Linked DNA regions of Sus scrofa: region 1 is linked to region 2. Evidence: chromatin contacts called from public Hi-C data. All regions are on one chromosome and are shown on one strand. The core of a region is the stretch at or near the end of the contact, and the rest is flanking DNA. Distances in the headings are between cores, read along the strand shown.

Region 1 (4,116 bases), core at 1,293-3,792, 36 kb before region 2:
CAGCCTTTGTGCAGGCACCACAAATCAGCCCAGAAGCCAGAATGAAGCGGCTTGGGAGGACCTCAGGAGAATCCTTCTCATCACATCCCCAGGCCCAAATCCAGCAAGGCTTCAGGAGGTTCTCCTCTCTGGTTTGAAAAATCACTTTCCAACCAGTTAAATATGGCAATATCCAGGTGAACGGTATGCTCTCCTGTATTTTTACACAGTAAGCCAAGGTCTGACTCTAGAGGAAATCATGCCACTTTCTGCTCTGTGAAGTAAACCAAAGCAAAGCAAAGGCCAAATGGTTTGGGGCTGATTTTCCCCAAACCATCAAAGTCGGTTCCATCAAAATGGCATCCTGAAACAGGAATTAGAAGGTTAATGTTCAAATAACCGCTGACGTTTAGGGTCATTTGCATAACAACTATGCGAGTTTTAGTTTCTTTAAAGGGACCCAAACCAGACCCCAGACCCAAGGGAAGCTGGAAGGGGCCACAGGGAAGCAGGACTGGGCCTGTCCAGCACCTACTCTGCTGCTTCTCATTTTACAGAAGCAAAGCCCAAAGCTCACACTGTCTGTCAAATACATCTCTTCCATTCTAGTTCATTAATTAACCACACCATGATGCTAAGAAATAGGCTGGCTTCCCCATGCCTTGTGGTCTCTCCCTTTTCCCTAGGTCACCCTAGGGGGTGGGTGTCAGGAGCTTCCAGGAGGAGGAGGGAGCAGGCCTGAGACTACAGAAGGCCCTGCTCTCCCAGGGAGGGTTCCAGGAGAGTTGGGAAAATGTAAGGACTTGGTGATATTGGGAAGATGCCCTTAAAAAGAAAACAGCTCAGGGCAGACAGAACACTCAGAGTACTTATTTACAGGATATCCTGCCTCCAGAAGACACCTCATACAATTTAAAAAGTCGCCTCCTGAGGGCGACTGTGAGGCAGCGCTTTCTGCCCAGCTGCTGGGCAGACCGGGGGCACAGGCCCTTGGGTGCCGGCCTGGCCGTCTGTCTCAGCAAACTGCCCATTTGTCCTCTTGCACACAATGCAGTGGGCCTTCCCCTGTGACACTGCAGTATTATGAGCCATGAATTAAAATACACCATTAACATCCTGCACAAGCTTATCTACTGCGGAGACAAAAAGCCCATTCTTCGAACAAATGGGGAGAAATTCCATGACAACAATGAGGAGTTCCTCTCCCCACATGCCAATCTGCCTCAGATTAACAATCCCAGGCTCAGAGTCCCTAGACCTGGGTCCCCAGCCGCCCCATGAAGTGGCGCATTCACAGCTCGGGGAGCGAGGGCGCTGATGGCAGGGCCAATCAATAATCCATTATAAGCAAACCTTGGTTCCACTCTAACAAGGAGAAATGAACGCAGCAGCCAGAATCGCTGCATTCACCGCCCTGCTCCAGCCCCGCCCCCACTTGGGGGCGGGGCACAGACCCCCTCTCCCGGGGCGTGGGGTGCAGCACTCGAGCCCCACTGACCGGTTTCTGAGCAGCCCTGGAGAACAATGTGCTGGGACATTTCTGCCAAAAGCACTCGTTTTCAAGGTAAGCCTCAAAAATGCTTTGTACAGGACATGAGGTGACAAAATTCCATCCTTCAACAAAGCTTCCTTTTAATTTCTTAGCGCCCCCACCCCCAATAAATCAACGCCAGTGCCAACGGGGGGGGGGGCGCACATGTAACTCACTGTCCCTAATAAGGGTTTATTATGCAAACTCGGCACAATCACAATCGTTTAAAAGCAAGACTCCCTTCGATTCTGTACCTCACTTACAGCAGAAACACAGAGGTGACCTAAACGTTAATCAGCAAGTAGCTTCTCGTTGATAAAGTAGTTTACCACCATGTGTCAAAAACCCAACACACGCCTGGCCGAGGACAGACAGACACCATCTTCACCTTCCGACAGAACAAACCCTAACAGCAAAGACAGTTCACGACACACTTGCTAAACAAAATACAAATTAACATTAATGTACAAGCTCTCTCCTCCTACTAAAATATAAACGTTCGTAGTCCAATCTGATCTTACAGGGAGGGAACCAAAAAAAAAGCAGATGAACACACAACATAATTATTGATTACATTCAGAAAAGGCCAAGAATGAAGGAGGGAGGATGTGTCAGTTTTCTTTCCCCTGCCACGAATAACAGATCCTGGCAAGTCCAAAATGGTTCTGGAGACTTTAATAAAGAGGCATCAAAATAAAACTAAAGGTGCTGGCTTTTTTCTCTCAAGAGGAAAGAAGCGTTGTTTTACTTGCTTTTTCGTCTGCTCTCCATAATGAACACACTACGGATAGCCTTTATTTACTATTTCTGGAGTCTGTAGTGATCTTATCAATCTATTTGTCCTTATAAGAGTGAACTTAACAAAAAAAAAAAAAAAAAAAAAAAGGAAAGAAAGAAAAAAAGGAAAAGCATGGGAGCCAGAGCTGGCTCTGTGATTTTCTGCAGATAGGTGTCCGCTGGAGCCCCTGGCCAGCCACAAAGAGCTGGGATCTGGCAGCAAATCCAGCTTCCTGCAGAGGCCAGCGCTGCCGGCCTAGTTAATGATCTTGTCAACATTTCCACCAAGAGCTGCATTTCCAGAAGCTTAGACCTGCATCTCTCCCAAACGGGGCGACTCCATGAAATCTGTCGTCACCGAGGGGTGCTGGGCGCTTTACAAAAAACAGAGGAAAATAACTCGCTATTCAGACAGGAACCACAAAAGCACAAGTTTTTACTTTCACTCTTTTTACATCCTGCATCAAGCTGATTAAAGCCAACGTTTCCACTAATACAGAAACACTGAAAACTTGGGGAACGCCAGGGAAAATGAAGTCTCATTGATTTCTTTTTTTAAACAAACATGGAACATCAAAAGGCCTTCGATAAACTGCAGGGAAAATGCCATTTAAAAGTGGCTTTATAGGTTTTGACTCAGCCTAAATTCAAAAGTGTAGACACTGCCACCAATGTCCAATAAAAAAAAAATTTTTTTAGAAATTATCAGCAATGAAAACAAAAGAGTCATGGGCAGAAACTCACTGTATTTTCTTGCTATGGAACACTTCCTAGTCAACCAGCCACACCTTTCTGAAATGACTATTAGCTGACTATAAATGTATTTGAATTAAAATTTGTTTCTAGAAATAAAGCTGTATTTTATTCCACATAAATCAACAGCACAGGGCAATATTTACCCCCAACACTCATACACATACACTGACCTGTTTTCCAGCCTCTAACCTAAAACCAACACTTCTCTCTCAGTATAAGAAAACAGATCGAGATTAATACCTATCAAATGTTATCTCTTTCTCCTGTGCTTTTTGTGAGAGCACTTAGAAGTCACCCCACAAAATGAAGGAAAGAATTGTGCCCAAGAAAACAAAGAGAGATGACGACGTGCAATAAGCCGTAAAATATTCTGTTAAACATCACCTTCTGAGGTCGTTCTGTTTAGCACAGAACTCAGCCGCCCAAGACCCCTTTATTAAGAGCACCCAGAGGATAAATACTTCAATAATCAATGTTACTGAATTCTAAGGAAACATGGTCTGTAAAAATACCCTGAATCGAGGACATTTTGGTAGGGTTTGGTAGGTAAGATGTTGTTGGCCATTGTACTAACACCAATCAATACTTTAAGAGGATCAAAAGTCTAAGAGGACAAATCTTCCCCAAACTGTTTTTCTCTATAACGTGCATATACTATACAACCCATTTAAATTTTCCAGCGCCATTACCACCAGTAGCTGCTGTAACCTGACCAAGCCGATCACTAACAACGCAGCACCTCTGAAAAGCAGCTAGACATCTCCGGCTCTTAAGGGGAGTGAACCATCAGAGAATGTTTACAAAGAGCAGTTCTTGACAAGGACATGATGTCACAGGGCTCTAGGAGTCACCCTGCCTTGCTCTCTAAAAATATATTTTCAAGCACAGTGAATGACACGTCACTGCAAGTTCTAAGTTTCGAAGATAAAGGACCCTCTATACTTCCTCTGCAAGGGAAAAAAGATAAACAGGCAAAATTCCACATTAAGTCCCCATAATAAGGTTATTGTGTGATTCTCAAGTTAAGACAATTCTGCACCTGAAGCCATTAGAAATGTTCTTGCAGAAATGAG
Region 2 (3,941 bases), core at 916-3,415:
ATATCCCCACGAAGGAGCAAGTAAGGTAAATGAAGTTAAAGTTTAATTCATGGAAGTGGAGACAAGGTGATTTTAGCACCGACCTGTTTTTAAAACCATCTCTCATTCTATCCACTCTGTATTGGTCTCTAAAACAACATCTTAGAAAGAAAGGTGGAACTTCAGAGTCCCAAGAAAACTTTAATCTCTAAATTAGTCAACTTAAAAGGTCTTATACAAGTAACAATGGGATTAACACTGGCGACGTAAACTATTCTCGGGTCATCAGTGACTAATGCCACTTAACACATCCAAAACTTAAAGTTCTTGATGGAGTTATGTTTCAGTATCCTAAACCATTTGGAAAGATTACTCTGACAAACAAAAGCTTTCAGAAACAAAACTAAGCAAAACTCCTCTCTCTCTCTTTCCACTGTTGACTCCTGGACCTACCAAATATGCTTCCTGGCCACTTTGTTTCATTTTAGAGACATTCTCATTCCTCTTAGATAGCTTTACTGCACACCTTTTGGGATTTTTTTTTTTTTTTTTGATGTGCTGTTTCAGTATATTCAAACAAGTTTAACAAAACAAAGCCCTACTAACAAACTAGAAAAATACTTGACATAATATATTTATATCTTAACACATCAAAATTCTAATTCCACTACCAAAATACTTGAGTGGCTGGAGGGGGGGCACCCCCAGGCCCATTCAGCACAATTCAGGAGTCGCTGTTGTGAAACCAAGTCTGTCCTTCTCAAGGAGCTGAACTCTCAGACCCAGGTTCCTAAGGCCAGCTCCACACCCTCCAATGTTACACGGAGAGGAAAATGCTCCAATTCATGTGTGGCAGTGGCATGTGGTCTATTTAATTCTGGCCAGTCTGTGTAAATATAAGTAACACAGCTATTTTGACGCGGCAATCAAAGAATGCAAGAGAATATGAAGGAGGAACAAACAAATGATAAAATGAGCTCTTTTTTGAGGGGCAGGAGAAAGATCCTACCAAATAGCACGCATGCCTAGTTCCTTAAAGTAGCACTTACATTCCTAAACCAAAATACTCCAATCATATTAATAGGGCAGCGTGAAAAATAATCTGGAGAAGATCCTGTAGGGAGAAGACCCACCCTCCCATCGCCTCTCAGCAGTCCTTTAAGTGTATTTATTACATAGCCACGGGGTGCGAGCACCTCAATGTTTAAATCATCTTTAATCAAGATTTGAGACCTAAGGGCACGTTCGTGGGGGAAAATGCCTTCCGGTTGCACGTTTAATTCAGACTTTTGTGACTCTCCTTTAAGTCAGTGCTCTGCGCCGCCCAAGGTCCCGCAGCCCTGCCCTTTGTTACAGTATAGACCCTGCCGACAGGCTCGGCCCCCCGCCACGGACACCCGGGGCTTCCAGCTCCAGCCCAGATTGCATGCGGGTCCCACGGCGGACAAGCATCAGGTCCCACGGGCAGGACGCAACTCCACGCGCCTCAACCCCGCACAAGGATGCCCGAGCCGGTGCCCACCGGCGGCTAGCGCCCAAATCCGCGCGCTGGCCCCGGCCTGGGACCTAATCAGGTATGAACACTTATGTAATCGCGCAGGGGCCACGCCTTTCCCACCGCCCCACCTCCGCCCGGACAAAGTGAAGTTTAAAATAGAAACCAATTACCTGGCCTGGGCAGCGCCTCGGCGCCTGGAGCGCGGTCCGCGCAGCCACGCGCACCCAGGGCCCCGGCCCCCACTCCCCCGCCCCCACAGACCCCCGTCCCGGCCCACACTCCCCCTACCCCCGCAGACCCCAGTCGGAGCTCTCACTCCCCCGCCCCCTTCAGACTCCCGCCCCGGCCCTCATCCCCCACTCCAGCTAACCCCCTCCCGGGTCCCCACTGCCCCAGCCCCGAGCAGACCCCGCCCCAGTCAGGACCCTACTCCCAGACCAGGCCCTCACTCCCGGGCCAGGCCCCCCATTCTCCCGCCCCCACGCAGCCCCGGGCCCTGCCTGCCCCACCCCCCCAGACCCATTCCCCCGATCCGTCCCCGGCCAGACCCCCTCCCCCGGCCCGCACGGACCCCCGCCTTTGTTACGGTGCGAAGTTGGGCCGTGGGTCCCCGTCTCTTTCACTTCTTGGGTTACAGTGCAGGCTTGTGACGTCCGCTCCACATGACGGGGGCGGGGGGCGGGCACCGGGGGGCGGGGGCGCGGGCCGGGTCCTCCCCCACCTCTCCGCCCATCCCTCCCCGCCTACAGCCCTCCCCCAGTAAACTGGGCCTCCAGAGGCCGCAGCCCAAGCCGCGGGGCGGGCAGGTAAATACTACCCCCCTCCCCCCGTCAGGCGCCCTGGGACCAGCGCCGCACCCGCGGGAGAAACAGAAATAGGAATGATTTAATCCAGCGACACCTCCCCCTACTGCCCATTCCTCAATCCGCGATCTCACAGAGATTGGGGAAGGAGAGGGGCAGAATCGGGTAGTATTCGGATTTAGGGAGCGGAAATGGCCCGGCGGGCGACGCGGGCTGGACCCCACCTTGTAACCGAGTTAGGATCTTGCTGGGGGAGGACGAAGGTCTCCTGGGTTGGCCAGTGGACTATCGGGATGACCTCCGTGCGGCCCTGCAGGCGGACACACTGTGCGTGGACGAGGCCCGGGCGCGGGATCCCTCCCAGGGATCCCCCTGCAGGGGTCTCGGGGAAGGAGGGGGTACACGTGTGTCCTTAACCCGTTCCCTGCAGCAGCAGCATCCATCTCTGAGCGAAGCAGCAAAGCAACTCCAGCACTGAACAGAGCTGCTCCTTGGTCCCTTACACACACACACACACACACACACACACACACAGAGCACTACTAATATTCCTAGAGAAGTTGGTGCCCTACTAAACCCAGAGGAAACGTGGGGGGGCCCGTGACGCACTCCGCCGGTGAATGTGCCCATTGTGCCGGGGAGCCGTTGCCAGTGCTTCGCATTCTTAAGTAGGTGGGCAGTAAAATTGCACTGACCCTGGGCAGGTCACATTCTATAATTTGCCACGGCCTAAATATCAACTTCCAGTGAGAAAATAAAATTTGAAGTTGGAAGGTACATGCTGTCCTTCACTTTTTCTAGAGTTAACAACAGTTTCAACAATCCTGGACCTCGATACGCCTAGCGAGTGACGAGTAGAATCCATCACTCTGACCCCAGGCGCTCAGGGCGCGCCTGCCGCGTGGGAACGAGACGGAAGGAACCACACATTTCGATCCCCCAACCTCTGAGAAGCATAATCACATCCCTCCTTTTCTTCCCCTTCTGCAGGTTTCGACTTGCATCCGAAAGCACTTCTTTTGCCCGTTCTTTACAGAACACTCGGAGGAGGCAAGGTCTCTATTTGGAATGCTGCATGCCCACCTAGCTGCAAAGATTCAGATAATAGCGTGTCCGTGTATACAGCTCATAACTGTGCAAATCAGGACCCTGCGGATGCGCGGGGCTGGTCGGACTTAGTGTGCAGACACATGGGCGCATGCACGCGCGCGCGCGTACACACTCACACCCCAAATTACCTCCGGGATGGAGAAAGCCGCTGCGGATTGGCCCGGAGAGCCGTCACTCACACCCAGGGGGCAGGGAGACTTTGCAAGGCTGTTTCCTTCCACCACCCCCCCTTCATTTATTGGTAAAACAACAGCAGAGCTCTGAAAGTTAGCCTTCTGCACCGAGAGTTTGCCTTCTTTAAACGAGGGAGGCATCATACGATATCCATTTAAATCTATTTTCTACTTCCACAGTGGATGAAAGGGGAAATTAGCAATCGGGATGGGGGCGGAGAGGCAGCTCGCTGTAAAAAGGAGGGGGTCATCCGGGAGGGGTGGACGCAGGGAGAAGAGTTGTTCTCAACACCCAAAAGGGACTTTGACCTTTCATTGATCTCGAAATTAAAAAATGTTTTTCACAGGTCAGATTGTATCAAACGCCGGTCCTAATTG

What was found. A called contact is a pair of places that touch in the nucleus more often than the background predicts.
Region 1: a contact with region 2 is called in a Hi-C map of epiblast stem cells, with 2.0 times the contacts expected there. The contact joins the enhancer-like site here to the promoter of ZNF516 in region 2. A contact is called at or near these places in 1 of 5 promoter capture datasets (liver), 11 of 47 Hi-C or Micro-C datasets (adipocytes, alveolar macrophages, embryonic fibroblasts and 5 more) and 2 of 2 datasets of contacts at active chromatin or transcription factors (alveolar macrophages and skeletal muscle).

What each region holds. Positions count from the first base shown.
Region 1 is chr1:148,021,652-148,025,767 of Sscrofa11.1, reverse strand. All of the region lies in intron 1 of ZNF516 (zinc finger protein 516), which reads right to left. Among named protein-coding and RNA genes, the nearest start is that of ZNF516, 36 kb to the right of the region's middle. Within about 2 kb of position 2,542, at least 36 of the 83 cell types and tissues checked have an H3K27ac peak or open chromatin away from gene starts, as enhancers often do. A contact at or near this core is called in alveolar macrophages, epiblast stem cells, liver and 2 more, where this site is marked.
Region 2 is chr1:147,985,884-147,989,824 of Sscrofa11.1, reverse strand. ZNF516 (zinc finger protein 516) reads right to left here and starts at 2,165. Exons shown (of 7, transcript XM_021099077.1): 1 at 2,049-2,165.